Regions from separate parts of the Gossypium hirsutum genome. Here region 2 is linked to region 1. Evidence: chromatin contacts called from public Hi-C data. All regions are on one chromosome and are shown on one strand. The core of a region is the stretch at or near the end of the contact, and the rest is flanking DNA. Distances in the headings are between cores, read along the strand shown.

Evidence for each region. Hi-C and Micro-C count contacts between places; a contact is called where the count stands out from the background.
Region 2: a Hi-C map of leaf shows a contact between it and region 1, with 2.0 times the contacts expected there. The contact joins the promoter of LOC107913268 here to the promoter of LOC107913259 in region 1. A contact is called at or near these places in 2 of 34 Hi-C or Micro-C datasets (both in leaf).

Annotation. Positions count from the first base shown.
Region 1 is chrD11:27,412,158-27,419,449 of Gossypium_hirsutum_v2.1, forward strand. LOC107913259 (probable protein phosphatase 2C 63) reads right to left here and starts at 3,871. Exons shown (of 4, transcript XM_016841787.2): 1 at 3,127-3,871; 2 at 2,606-2,982; 3 at 1,384-1,605; 4 at 631-1,276. The coding sequence starts at 3,388. The coding sequence ends at 1,025.
Region 2 is chrD11:27,589,099-27,595,744 of Gossypium_hirsutum_v2.1, forward strand. LOC107913268 (probable prolyl 4-hydroxylase 9) reads left to right here and starts at 2,205. Exons shown (of 8, transcript XM_016841799.2): 1 at 2,205-2,579; 2 at 2,656-2,763; 3 at 2,838-2,992; 4 at 3,102-3,204; 5 at 3,307-3,402; 6 at 4,128-4,193; 7 at 4,283-4,402; 8 at 4,494-4,635. The coding sequence starts at 2,424. The coding sequence ends at 4,580. It overlaps LOC107913265, which reads right to left and starts at 1,030. Exons shown (of 6, transcript XR_001688455.2): 1 at 673-1,030. It overlaps LOC107913266 (molybdate-anion transporter), which reads right to left. Exons shown (of 9, transcript XM_016841794.2): 5 at 6,415-6,503; 6 at 6,094-6,270; 7 at 5,887-5,972; 8 at 5,703-5,787; 9 at 4,689-5,388. The coding sequence ends at 5,254.

The DNA of each region.
Region 1 (7,292 bases), core at 2,621-5,120:
AGTAAAAATATAAAAAAATTATTATAACTTGTTAATATTTTAATATATGAATTATAAATTTTAAATATTTTTAAGCAATAAATATTAATTATTTATAAAATTTAATTAGAATATATAAACTATATTTTAAATATTGAAATATAACCATTAAATATTTATAATTAGTATTTTAAAAAATATTTTTTTTATTTTTAATTAATAATTTTAACACATTTGTAATTAAGCATTAAAAAGAAAAAAAGAAAAGTACTATGTTATTGGAAGGGTAAAAAAGTAATTAAGCACTAAAAGTAAAAAATCTAAAAATTTTAGCTTCTACTTTTCAAGAGTGCTTTTAAAAATTACTTCTAAAAAGCTAAAAATTTCAGCTAAAAAAACAGCTTGTTTAACATAATTTTTCTTTCAAAAATGTTTTTGAAATCAAAAATATTTTTTTTAAGCTCTGCAGAACTTATTAAGTCAATTTTAACCTACTTTTGTTTACGCTGTATTATTCATGGGGTCAAAAGGGGAGTCATGTAGCGAGCCCTAAAGTCTTCCGTATGGTGCATCAATCAATAATCAACTGTCACGTGTCTACCTCACCCAAAAGTTAAACTCATTTCTGGCCATCTGACCAACATCATCATCTATCAGCAATAAACATGTAATGTATTGTTGCCTCATACTGACAAAGTGCCAAATCTTGGTTCTTCTTATTCTAGCTAATATATATATTTAATCTTCAAGAGAACAAACTGTTGAGAATCTCTTCAAAAGAAAAAAAGAAAGAAAAAATTTTATGCATAGTAAACTCCTACGGAGGGGGGGAAGTATTTAAGATGACCAACAAAAACCAAGCAGGGAAGTGAGCAGTTGCTTCAATTTGGCACCCATGGAAGTGACAAAAACAACTATGTACAGCAACCTTGGATGAGCATATTATTTCAAATTCCCATTTTCTTCTCGTCACTGGTCGTCCAACAGGATTTAATCTATGTCACATTCATATTTTTTGTTCATTCACATGATGGGGGAAAGGAAACTAATCATCAGCTTCATCGACATTGAGCGAGAAGATATCAACAGGGGCACTAGTGCAGTCGATAAAATCGTCCTCCTTGAATCTACCATTTGAAGAACTCAACGGATGATCCAAGTATATGACTATAACGGTGATATCATCGTGGAAATGGCGTCTTACTCCTTTTTCAATCCTTTTAATATCGTCGTATCTCATTTCTCTTTTCTTTGCTGCCTCCTGAACCGCAGCTCGTACCAGTCGCCTTGCTATTCCCTATTGATATGAGACCGTATTTATTAAACATCGAAAGTGACAAATAATGTAAGAAGTCATAAAACGAGAAGGACATGAAACTATTTTATTAGGATGGGGAGCCTTACAACTCTAGGACTTTTCAGAACAATCTCACAAGCTACTTGATCACTTAATTGCTCCCAAAGCCCATCAGATGCAAAAATCAAGAACAGATCCTGAGGTTTCAACTTCCGACTTAATATAGATGGTTCTGCAGTCATTACAGGCCTTTTCAAAGGAATCGGTAAACCGAACTGCTGAATGAACTCAGGTTTCTTCAGATACATATCTCCGATGGATCTTGAGACCTGAAAGAGACGTAAAAGTTTTAGACAAAAGCCTTCTTATAAATCACATGCTGCAAATTTCCAGAAATGAAGTAATCACATTTACAGATCATAAAGTTGTAGTGAAGTAAGAGATACCAAGTGACTCATTTAAGTCTACGAGAATGGTCCCGAAACTGAAATCTTTTTGGTATTCAGTTTATTTGTGACACATGGCGTATACCAAAATCTCAGCAAGGTTGAGGCATTGCAGTCACAAGCAACACATACTGGATATAAATGTTCATCCACCACTTATCATATGCATTCCGGGTTCTGATTCATATATCACTTTATCCACTTTTGTATTCATTACATCTACTAATATATTCCGTTTTGGGCACAAAGGGGGTCGCAATCCGGGACAGACGGATGAGTTGTAACGCTCGGATTTGAACCCAACCAACTAGATAGTTAGATGAACCAACTTAGTTAAACCATGAAATCTCACTCAATCATCTTTTTACTTTCTTGGAACAACTATAGTAAAAAATACTCACATTATTTGGAAAGAAATACTCACATTTGACATATCATAATATTCAAAGAAACAGTTAAAACTACATGATATGAACAATAGGCTAAGAAAGCATAAACAGTTGGTAATATAAGAGAGGCCATTGGAACCTCACAAAGGATCAAGGTCTTCATATCTGCAAAACATGCCTAAATAATGCTAGCTCAAAAGGTTTATTTCTTCTGTTTAAGAAAGGGTGTTCACCCCAATCTTAATTGGTATTTGGAGACATAACCTAAAGAGTTAGAAGCCAAGGAACTGGCCATTTGGATTGCAATTTACTGAAGAGAACCTAAAATTTCACCTGGCTAACATTAAGCAGATCAAAAGCTCATCAAGCTGCGGGTCAAACACTAATAAAAAATAGTCCAACATTGCAATTGCTATTGTTACTTTACGGTATTAACTATCAAAACACTGAGGCCGTTGACTAGAGAAACAGAGGGGAATTCGAGAATTTGGTACCTGAATTATGCCCTTTATCCGCCAAACTCCATGGTTATACACCACAACATGAGAATCATCGGGGTGGAGCGCCACAACCTCCTTCCTCACCTCTTCAACGGCGACATTATGATCGGTTGATAACCGTTCGGCCACCACTTGATTATTAGGTCCATTTGGAGACACTCTCCGGCCAAGAACCGCCCTTGAGTCACCAAGATTAGCCACATATAAAACATCGTTTGCAATTGCCCCAACAAGACAACAGGAACCAACAGAAGCGATTTGTGGCCTGGCTGGCCACGATCGTTTCACTAAGTGCAGAAACTCCTCCTCAGTAGCATCAAAGGCTTTCTTTATTACTTCTGCCGATAACCCCCCATGCTCTGATGCAAACTCTGCCACAATTGAACCAACCAAAAGCAAAAAACAAAATGAATCTCTATTTCTGCTGTATATAAATTGATCAAAGGCCAAGGTTCGTTTACTTGTATGATTGTACCTTCAAGGTTGAAAAAGAAACCCAAGAAAGAAGAACTTACTATGAAGAAAAGGGAACAAATGTTGAGTGATGAAACGGGAAGCCTCAGGTCCACCATGGCCGTCGTAGACGCCGACGTAAGTGGCGGAAGGGGAAGTAAACACCTGACCTTGATCTTCCAAAGAGGAATTGGCTTGAACAACTGCTATGGAATAGTCCCCAGAAACGTAGGGCTTCAAATCCATATGCCATAAGAGCTCATCGCCTCCACCTCCACCTCCTCCAAAGCACATCTCTAACGGCCTTGTGCACATCTCCAACATCCTCTCTGACTCAACTTGGACCTTCTTTGAGAAACAAGAAAAGTTGTACAAGGAATCTCTAAATAAAAACAATGGGATTTCTTTGGGGAAAGAAAACAGCAGTGGATATTTCCAGGAAGTGGAGTTGTGAAATGTATGATAAAAATGAGATTATAGTATTTTGTGTTTCTTTTTCCTTTATGTTATAAGTGTAATGGGAGTTCGAAACAGGACAGAAGGACGGTTGAAATTTGGAAGGGTTCAAAGTAAACGGTTAATCAAATAAGAGAAAAAGAAAAGTGGGGATTGACGTATTTGTTGGGAGAACTTATCCAGTGGATGTCAGCTACACAGAATCCAATTCCTTTACAAACTAACGCGTTGCCTCCAGATCTATCTTCTGCTTTCTTTCTTTAGTTTCACACTCCCATGAATCCCATGTTTTTTTATGCTTTTCTTTTGCCCTACCTATTCCTCTCCATACTATATTTATTTTCTATGAATTTGTTGATCTTCCAATACTGTTTTTCCCGTTGTTTTATTTGGACATTATATGAATATACCTTCACCCGTAACTTAATTACAGCTAATCTTACAAGTCCATCAAATAACAATTTAGTTAAAATATATCACTAAATATTTTTTTAAAAATTTCATTCAGACAAAATCTAATTTTCTAATCACTGTAATATTTATTTGTTTGTTTTTTTAAAAAAAGTTAATCTGTTTCCTTTGTCGTTTCTTTTCTTGTTAAAAGAAAAAAAGAAAGAGAAACATGGAAATGGAAACGCCGAGTATGAAGGAAAGAAAGAGAGAGTAGTTTCACCCCTCTTTTTATTTCCATAATTGAAGGCTTGCTTGACTTTAAGGTCTTGATTTTTGACTAATTTATGTGAATTTTGATGACAAAAAGAGAATTTCATTGCCGTGTTTAACACTTACATATGCTGATGTCTAAAACATATCACCAACTCACGAAGTCAAACAGTTGTAATGAAACATAGCACATGTCACATTTACATGGAACGAGGATATCTTGTATGGAAAAAAATAGAGTTCCTTGCCCAAGTGGGAGGGGTTAAAACAATAAACAATTTTGACTTGGGCCCCATTTTTGTTGAAATTGCCCTACTTTAAGTTTTTCGTAAAGCAGGGTAGGAATTTTGCCATTCATCTAACTTAAAAATCTAATCTTTAATTAGGAGATCATTTTCATATCAACAAAAGATATCTTTATCATTATACTATGAGCTTTGGTTAAATTTTTCGAAAAATACTAATGGAATGTGACACGGCACCTTACCTTTGTATATTTTTATTATTTTCACTATTCCTTCTGATGAACAAGCAAATGTGGGGAGGAAAGAAATGACTGCATTAAACTTTGGAGGCAAGGACATGTAAGTTTGATTTGATTGCTTATTTCTATGTTCTTCAATATGTTTGGCTTGATTCAATTAAAATACAACTAATTTAGCAAAACACTCTTCAAATTTTTTTACACACAATTTCCAATTTAAATTACTATGAAGGCCTAGCCCGCTGATAATTCTTTAAGATTTCATTTAAAAACAAATGGGATAATTATAAGATTTACCCCAAAGCTTTAACAAAATTGTCAATGTGGTACATGTACTTTTTAATTTGTATTGATATGTTATCTGTACTTTTGTTCCATCCAGCCTTTTCATCCTCCAATCTAAGGCGTTAAATTTTGACACATATTGACATGTGGACCACTGAAAGAGTGCCACGCATCACGGTGGGCCAAAGGAGAAAAGCTGAAGAATTAAGGAGGAGGGACTTCCATAAATATTTCCCTTTTCTTTTTTCTTTTTTAATATAAAAATATTAAATAAAACTTTTCTATTGTAATAAACTTTTTTCCTTATCTTTTTATTCTAAATTAGAAAATCCAGATTTTCAACTCTAATGGCTTATCTGAAATTTTACTGTTCTGCTTTCATTATCTAATTTAGACTTGAATAATTTTGTGATGAACTAAGAAGGTAAGAGGAAAAGCAATGAAAAGGGCTCAATTTCTTACTGCTACTCAAATTTGCAGCATTGTTTCATTTCTTCAGTTCAAAACATTAGAGAGAATAGATACCTGTCATCATCCAAAGAAGAAGTAAAAAAAAGATAGAAAATTATTAATCCTTTACAACTTGGTTTCTAATTATACATAATATGCATACCTTTCGACCTATAGAAAGTCAGAGTTGAGAATTATCTATTCGTCAAACGGGATGAAAACAAAAACATAAGGAATAATAAATCATGCCTATAGTACTGATACAGTGCTATTTTACCTAGAGAAATTATTTTCCCTGTAGGTTCTCTTAAGCAATTGAATAGCAGCTTCAATAATAGATGTGCATCTTCCTCCATTTCTTTCTAGTAAAACATATTTCAATATTTCCTTGCCAAGCAGCTCCAAAAGCTTCAGCTTTAGGAGGTTCAGGTTGACCTCTTAAAGATCCAAGCAGTGGGGATGTAGAGGAGGTTGAGGGTAGTAAAATATTTTATGTACACGATGATCTAACGATGGACAACAACAAATTAAATTTTTTTGTTTTTGAAACTTTGTTTGTGTAACTCTCTAAAATTTGAGCTTTCGTTTGTTAAAAATTTTTAATGATTAATTATTTGCTTTCAGTTATTAAGTGTCTTGTTTGTATGTTTGAGGTCGTAGGTTTAAGTCTTACTGTTGGAAAAGAATGAGTTTGTTGGTTCAATGGTTAAGCTTCTATATATATACCCTTTGATTTTGTGTTTGAATCCTATGTATGTGATAAAGAAATGTTTTGCTATTTTGTGAAATCAATCTTATTTTTGAATTATTAATATTGATTTTCTTTTCCAAAATCCCTCTTTTTATTGTTTTTACGTTTCAAAGTTCTTCTTTCCTTTTCTTCCATTACCATCGTTGTTCTTTTTTCTTTTTTTTTGTTCTTTCCTTTCCTTTCTTTATTAATCTGGCTGCTGGATTTGTCGAGGATTTGGGTTGTTCTTTATTCGATTGACAGGATAATAGTGCAAGTTCTGTTGTTGTTTTATTCTATTATTGCTTGATTTTTGTTTGTTTCTTGTTAGGGTTTTTTTCCGTTCCGTTTTGAACTTCTTGTTAAGTTTTTGGCTTGTTTCTCTTTAGGCATAGAAGTTGTGAATCAAGGTTATTCCACAATTTAAGTTCTCTTATCGTCATTTCACGTAAGGGTAAGTGTTTATCTTTGCGATTTGAGGTTTTGCGTCGAAGTTCTTCGACGTAATTCTGGTTCGGTGTTAATTCAACATTTTGGTTCGATTTAATCGATTAATTGGACAATTGATTGTCGTTTTTAGGTTTCGGAGTTGTCTGTGTTGCTTCTGTATTGAAACCGTATCAGGTGTGTAACAAAAACTCGAGATTTTGCGAACGATGAAAGCTGAAAATCATGGTTGTCGACTCCACACGGTCGTGTGTCAGGCTGTGTGGTAGACCGTGTGAGCCACACAGTCGTGTGCCAAGCCGTGTGGTAGGCTGTGTAAGACATTGACTTGGGTCACACGGATATGTGACATGGGTGTGTGTCCAAGCCGTGTGAGAGACTGTTTTGATTGTGAGTCAGACGAGCTAATGACACAAGCGTGTGTCTAGACCATGTAACTCTCTGACTTGAGCCTCACGGGCATGTGTTAAGCCGTGTGTCTGACCATGTACCTCTCTGACTTGAATCACACAGTTGTGTGCCTGGCCGTGTGATAGACCGTGTGAGGCACTGAGATGAGCCACACGACCATGTGTTAGGCCTTAAATGTCGTAAATGTTGTTTGAATCGAACATAGGCCTTCCGTAGGGTCCGTATGATCAAAATTAGGTTATATAACTTGGTATCTGATGACCTCAAAATGAAAAGTCTATCATCTGTATATATACTTGATG
Region 2 (6,646 bases), core at 955-3,454, 180 kb after region 1:
AATTTCCATCAAATAGGCATCAAAGCTTATGTTAGAAATTGTTTTTAAAGCTATGATTGGATGCCCAGTGTTCAAGATGAGGTGCAGACTGAAGAATTGTTGTAGATAATACAAGCTTTGTGACAACAAAATGACGTGGATATTCAAATGGGCACTAATGGAGGTTCCACTTATAACCCTTGTCTTCATAGATTTTGCAAGAGATGAATTGGAAGAGCCCTAGAATTGAGTGGTCGATGAGTGAAGATAAAAAGTGGATAATTTTCATGGGAAGGTACACGTTGAAGAATATTAGGATTGGAAGTCATGGTAGAAGTTTATTTTAAGTGAAAACCTACGGTTGAACCTAGAAAAGTTCTAGTTTTGAAGTTGCAATTCAATGGTGGAACAGAGTTGAGGAGCAACAATCACGTCAATGAAAGCAGAAATTCAGTAGTCTAGAACCAAAGAGTACTCAAACCGAATCAAATTATTAATAAATCAATTTAGAATAATATAAAAATCAATTGGTTTCTCTCTTTTATTCCTTCAATGTCTATATTTTTCTCAATAACCTCATAAATAAGGAAAAAATAAAAAAAATATTCAGAATTTCCCAAGACATCACCAGCAGTAAAAGAAATGTGAAAAAAATAGAGTTACCCAGACGAAAAAAGAAGAAGATAAACTCACCTGTGGTGGGGAGAAGAGGAACAAAGAACCAGAGGCTTTTGAGAAGTGGAGAAGAGGAACAAAGAACCAACAAGTAGAGGAACACCAGCACCAGCAGAGAACCAGCAGAGAACAAAATTTGGAGGAAAAAGGGTAGCCGTCAGGAACACCAGCACCAGCAAAAAAGAACCAGCAGAGAAGAACCAGCAGAGAAGAACAAACGTGTGGTGTGGCTAAAAATGTAAAAGAACAATCCAAAAGTTCTTTTTAGCTGGAAAAGCTAAATATTTCTGCTTTTCATTTGCTGAAAAGCACTTGCAATAAGTTAAAATTTTAGTTCTAAATGAAATGGGTTCTTTACTGCTTTTGATGGAAAAGTGTTTTTTCATATAAAAGCCCATCACTTAAGCATAGGAGAACGGGGCTTAGTTTTATTGAGTTGGATAATTGGATTGAGTTGGTAATTGGGTTGGGTAATTGAGTTTGGTTGGATAATTTTATTTATTAATCTTTTCGGTTAACCGAATAATTGGGTTAGGTTGGTAATTGGGTTGGGTAATTGGGTTTGGTTGGATAATTTTATTTATTAATTTTTTCGGTTAACCGAAAAAATTTAGTTAACCGACCGGTTTCAAATCGAATTAACAGTTAACCAAAAAATCATAAAAAAATTAACCGACCCCCGACCGAAAAAATTCGGTTAACCGACCGATTAACCAAATTCATTCGGTTAACCAAATTTTTTCGGTTTTACCCGAATTATGCACACCCCTACCAGTTCTACTTTATTTTTAGCTTTTAATTTTGAAAGATATGCGACAACATTTTACTTTTATTTAAAATTTTCATTTTAAATTATGTCACATGAGATTTTACATGTCATTTAATGGTTGAATTAGCAGTTCCAATAATGGAAGGACTTGATATAACATCGATAATTCGGGAACATAATTAGAACATTTTGAAATTTAAGGACTAATTTAAAATAATAACCATAGTTTGAAGATGTCTGGTACAATTAACTCAAAATATAAAATTTATGTTTTGATAGGATGAGTTTAAATTGTATTATCCTTAAATTCAAAATAAAATTAATTATTATATTGATAATATAAATATTTTAAAATTAATAATTAATTGTTACTTTAAAATTTGAATTGCCAGTGTAGCATGGGCCATCATGAAAAGTTGATTGAATTTTGACATGTTTTTCTTTCCGCAGCCCATTTGGGTGTTCTGCATGGTTTTATGGTTTCAATCCAACTCCAAATCAGGAGCCATGAATTAAGTCAATGTTTGAGGGATGTAAATTGTAAATAAACAAAATTTTCAAGTACCCGTTGCAATAGAACAGAGAGCGTTGTTGCCTGCTACTTTCTGTGGTTTAATTTGACGGATTTGAAGGGTAAAAAGTCCAATGAGAGTGTGCTGGGTTGGCTGGGAATCTTTGTGCAGCACATAGTATCATAGATATCATTTCTGAGTTGACTTTGAAATAATATTAATTAAATTCAGAAACACTTATTTCAATCCAAAATTAATGTCTTTACTATTCATAATCCTATCCTATTGACCCAAACCAAAATCCCGTTGGCTAAACAAACAGATTACAAACACAAATCTACGTACAGATCGGCTTTAATTTCATTTCCATGCATTCCCATTCATTACTATTTCTGGAAATTCTACTTTCTCAATTTTATAAATGAAAAAACTCCCGCCCTGTTTCCTGCAACCCTACAAACAACAACGTAGCTTTTAGTCTTTCAGAAATGTCAACCTCTGATTATACTCCTAAAGCTAAAGCCAAAGGCAAAGCTTACTGGCACTGGAACACTACCAAAACAAAGCTTGATTTTCCTGCTGTTATTGTTTTCTGTTGCTTCTTCTTCGTTTTTGGCTTCCTTTGTTCAAGCCTTCGCTCTCAGGTGATCTTTTCTTTTCCTCATATAATTCTTTAATGTTGTTTTCATCTTTTTGTTTAATCCGATTGTTTGGAAGTAGGTTTCTGGAGTAAGGCAGAGAGGGAGGCAGCTGCTTAATTCAGTGGAGTATGAGTTGATGGGACATGGAAAAACTGGAGATGATTCTATTTCTGTTATTCCTTTTCAGGTTGGGTTTCGTTGTCGATATTCATCGTAAATCATTCTTATCTTTATGATGTTTCATCATCTGATTCATTGCAGGTTATAAGTTGGAGGCCACGTGCTTTTTATTTTCCGAAATTCGCAACTCTGGAGCAATGCCAACATATAATTAACTTGGCAAAACCATACCTTGCACCTTCCAAATTAGCTTTGCGGAAAGGGGAATCAGAAGGTCCACAGGATGTTAGAACAAGGTATGTTGGGGTTCCAACTTTGTAGGTACGCTAACTGTTTGATGTTGTTTGTTGTAACAATGCTTTTTTTTTTACATAGCTAAGCTAAAACTTCCATGTTAAAACACAGTATGGGCACGTTTCTTAGTGTTTCTGACGATCCTACTGGAGTTTTGGACGCCATTGAAGAGAAAATAGCAAAGGCTACAAAGCTTCCAAGGACTCACTATGAGGTAACTTGAAAACAATATTTACTGCTTCCCTCTTTGTCTCTTTCAGACCAGCTTTGGTTAATTGGTCTTACGTTGTTGGGGGGATCAATGTCATGGTTTTAGCATTTTAATGTTCTGCGCTATGAGTTGGGACAAAAGTACGATTCACATCTTGATGCGTTCCCTGTCGAACAATACGGTCCCCAAAAGAGCCAAAGGGTATGTTATGTCCTTGCTTCTGCTGCTTTTTCTCTCTGTATTTTTAGGGGCATTAATAATTCGGTCGGCCACCGAATGTATTATATGAGTTCGAAATATAAAAATTAAAGAATAGACTTAAACTTAGTTGGATTTATACAAATTATTATAGTGAACTTAAAATCATAATACATCTATATATTTTTAAACTAATAAATAAATAAAAATTAAAAAAAAAAGAAAAGAAAGAAAGAAGCCCTAAATGTTTTTCTTCCCATGTCAAACTCAAATCAGTGTTGGATGGGACACCAGATCATTTTCTATTCCTCTTTTGACTATTTTCTTTTTCCATTTCATCAATCATCACTCAAGTCTCATTTTTTTTTAATATAGTACTTGTTATTATGGTTTTAAATTAGTGTTATTATTTGTAATTTGTTTTTTTAATTAAAAGCAAATAAAAATAATATTGCAATGGTATTTTTTTTCATGTTTCAAATTTATTTGAACAAAATGAAAAAAAAAGGTAAAATTTTCAATTAATTCAATTAACCGTCCGTATTAACTAAAATTATTTCGGTCAATTAAAAGATTTTGAAAATTTTTTTATTCGATTAATTAAAACTTTTATGATTTTAATTAATTCAATTCAGGTATTAATCAAATCAACAATTTAAACACCACCTATGTATATGTATTTTCATTGTTTACATCATAGATTTATGCTGACCTAGTTACGAAAATAGGTTGCTACCTTTTTAGTATATCTGTCAGAGGTTGAAGGAGGAGGGGAAACTGCATTTCCATTCGAAGTAAGATTTTAGAATCAAAACTGATGCTTCTCCCATTGCCCAGTTGTTGTTTCTGACTGCAATATATAAATGCTATGAACAATGTCCAGAATGGGTTGAATATGGATGGAAGTTATGATTTCAAGAAGTGTATAGGTCTGAAAGTGAAGCCACGCATCGGAGATGGGTTTCTGTTCTATTCATTGTTTCCCAATAATACGATCGATACGGTACCCATTTTCTCCACTATTTGTATGGCTGCAGTTTTAATATTTGTTTGTTAATTTCACGTTTCATCATGCTGTCAATGTGCTTTGGCAGGCATCACTTCATACCAGCTGTCCCGTAATCAAAGGTGAAAAATGGGTGGTTACGAAATGGATCAGAGATCAAAAAGATTTTTTTTAGGGATCGATCCCTTCCCATCAGTCAAGTTGTCCCAGAGTTTTTGACTGGTTTCTCCTCATATCGCCATTAACTTTTCCAGTTAGTCTCAATATGAACGCTTGTTTCACATATGGTTATTCCTTTTCTCATGTAATTGCTGAAAAAAATTAGAATCAGTTTATACAGATTTCTCATGTACATAATATCAAAGTAAATAATAATATTCTCAGAAGTATGAATTAAGATCTAAGAATCTATCTGAACTACACTGTTCTTGGAATGACTTCAAATACTGGGTGAAATCTCAAACCTGCTTAACACTGAGAGGCCCTCTGCTACATCAATCCACCTTTCAACTGCACCTTCAGGCAAAATTTCAAATGCAAAACATATTCACTTGTATTAGATATAACACAAAACCTGCAGGGTTTGATGGTCAATTGTTACTGGCTGAATTACGGTGTTGCTTGTATTTTCTTCCAGAGTGATCTTGCGAGGTTATTGCGATAACTTGGCTAATCCTTCAAACTGTTCTGCCCTTTCATCTCTTTTGCATAGGTTAAATGCCTCCTTGCATATGATTCACTAGAAATTTGAAGGTCCACGATAAAGCTGTTTGATCCTTCAAATTGATCGGCCATTAATTATAGATTCCAGTAAACCATCAATGCCAGCAAAAATGGGAAATGGAAAATCATAATTTATGCCAGTTTTGATATGGTTGCTTTCCCAACCGCTTCAAAACATACATGCAACCAGCTGCCGCGAACAATCCAACCGCAGCAAACGCTATCACTTCTGAATTCTCAACAGTCCTATAATAGCCTCTCTGCAACATTACGAAGCTAGACAGTTAGTTCATTAGGAAAAACAGAAAATTTGCATTATTACCATATTCCATATTCTCCCACAAGATTCAGTGAGTGCTCATGTCCAATTTTCCTATCCTCAAGAGCTCAGGTCTAGGGATAAACATTGGTCAGCCCTAATTCACAATTCTTAACCAAATTATTACAACAGCAGATAAAAAGGGGCAGAAGAGGTGTATCAGGTTTCATACTGCCATTTCCCCTCTTTCCAGTAAAACGAATCATCCATGAATATAAAATGTGCACGGATGCATAAATTGGGTCAAGGACACACCTGCATCAGAATAAACAAAATTGCAGCATTTGTGGGAGCTAGGGAAAGGCTTATCATTCCTCCACGCAACTCATTTGGCACATACCTAAAAAATAATGATTAAAAGCACAGTGACTTAAAACTAAAATTTCACAAATAAGAGGCATGGTGTTGAAAAAAACGACTTCAAAAACTTGTAACGTACATGGTCCTCAATCTTGCAAGTGAAGGCAGAATTAGGCCAACGCAGGCATGGAACAAAAAATACTGTGTCACCAGAGCTCCAATTTCCTGCAATCCAAACCACAGAACTCTGAGGCTATGGGTGGACTAAGAACAAGTGGCCCTAATTTATATATATATGATAATTTATATATTTATTGAGATAGATATAGAGGCATAGTACACATACCTGGTAATCAAAAGCTATTATAGACAAAAGAAGACCCTGTATGATAAATGCATATACCAAGCAATCCTCAGTTCGAAGTGGTGCATTAATAAACCATGGGAACAGTGTACTTCCTAACATCCTTGCCCCCAACAGACATGGATACATCAACCCTAGATACACTTCTCGACCATCAGCCTGTAACACATGAAAAAATTATCTTAAATTGATAGGTTTCAAAGACATAAAGCTTCCAAGATGACAAGTTCAAAACTTAACAAAAAGAATTAAAAAAACTGAGAACCAAGCAAACATTCTTCTCAACAAAAGATATGATCTTACCACCAGTGTCGGGGCCCAGAGAATCCAGAAAACTACTATGGAGAAATGAAGGCAAGATTGTGCGCATGCTAGTAACCATATCCTTCTATCTGCAGAACATAAGCAGTTTAGCTAGTCAAAACATTTTTCTTTTCTGGTAAGAGTATTCCATCATACAATTATGTAGCAATCAAACCCGTCATCACCCGTAAAAGAAATTTAAAGGAGAGTGAACTCAGGAGCAACTCCAATC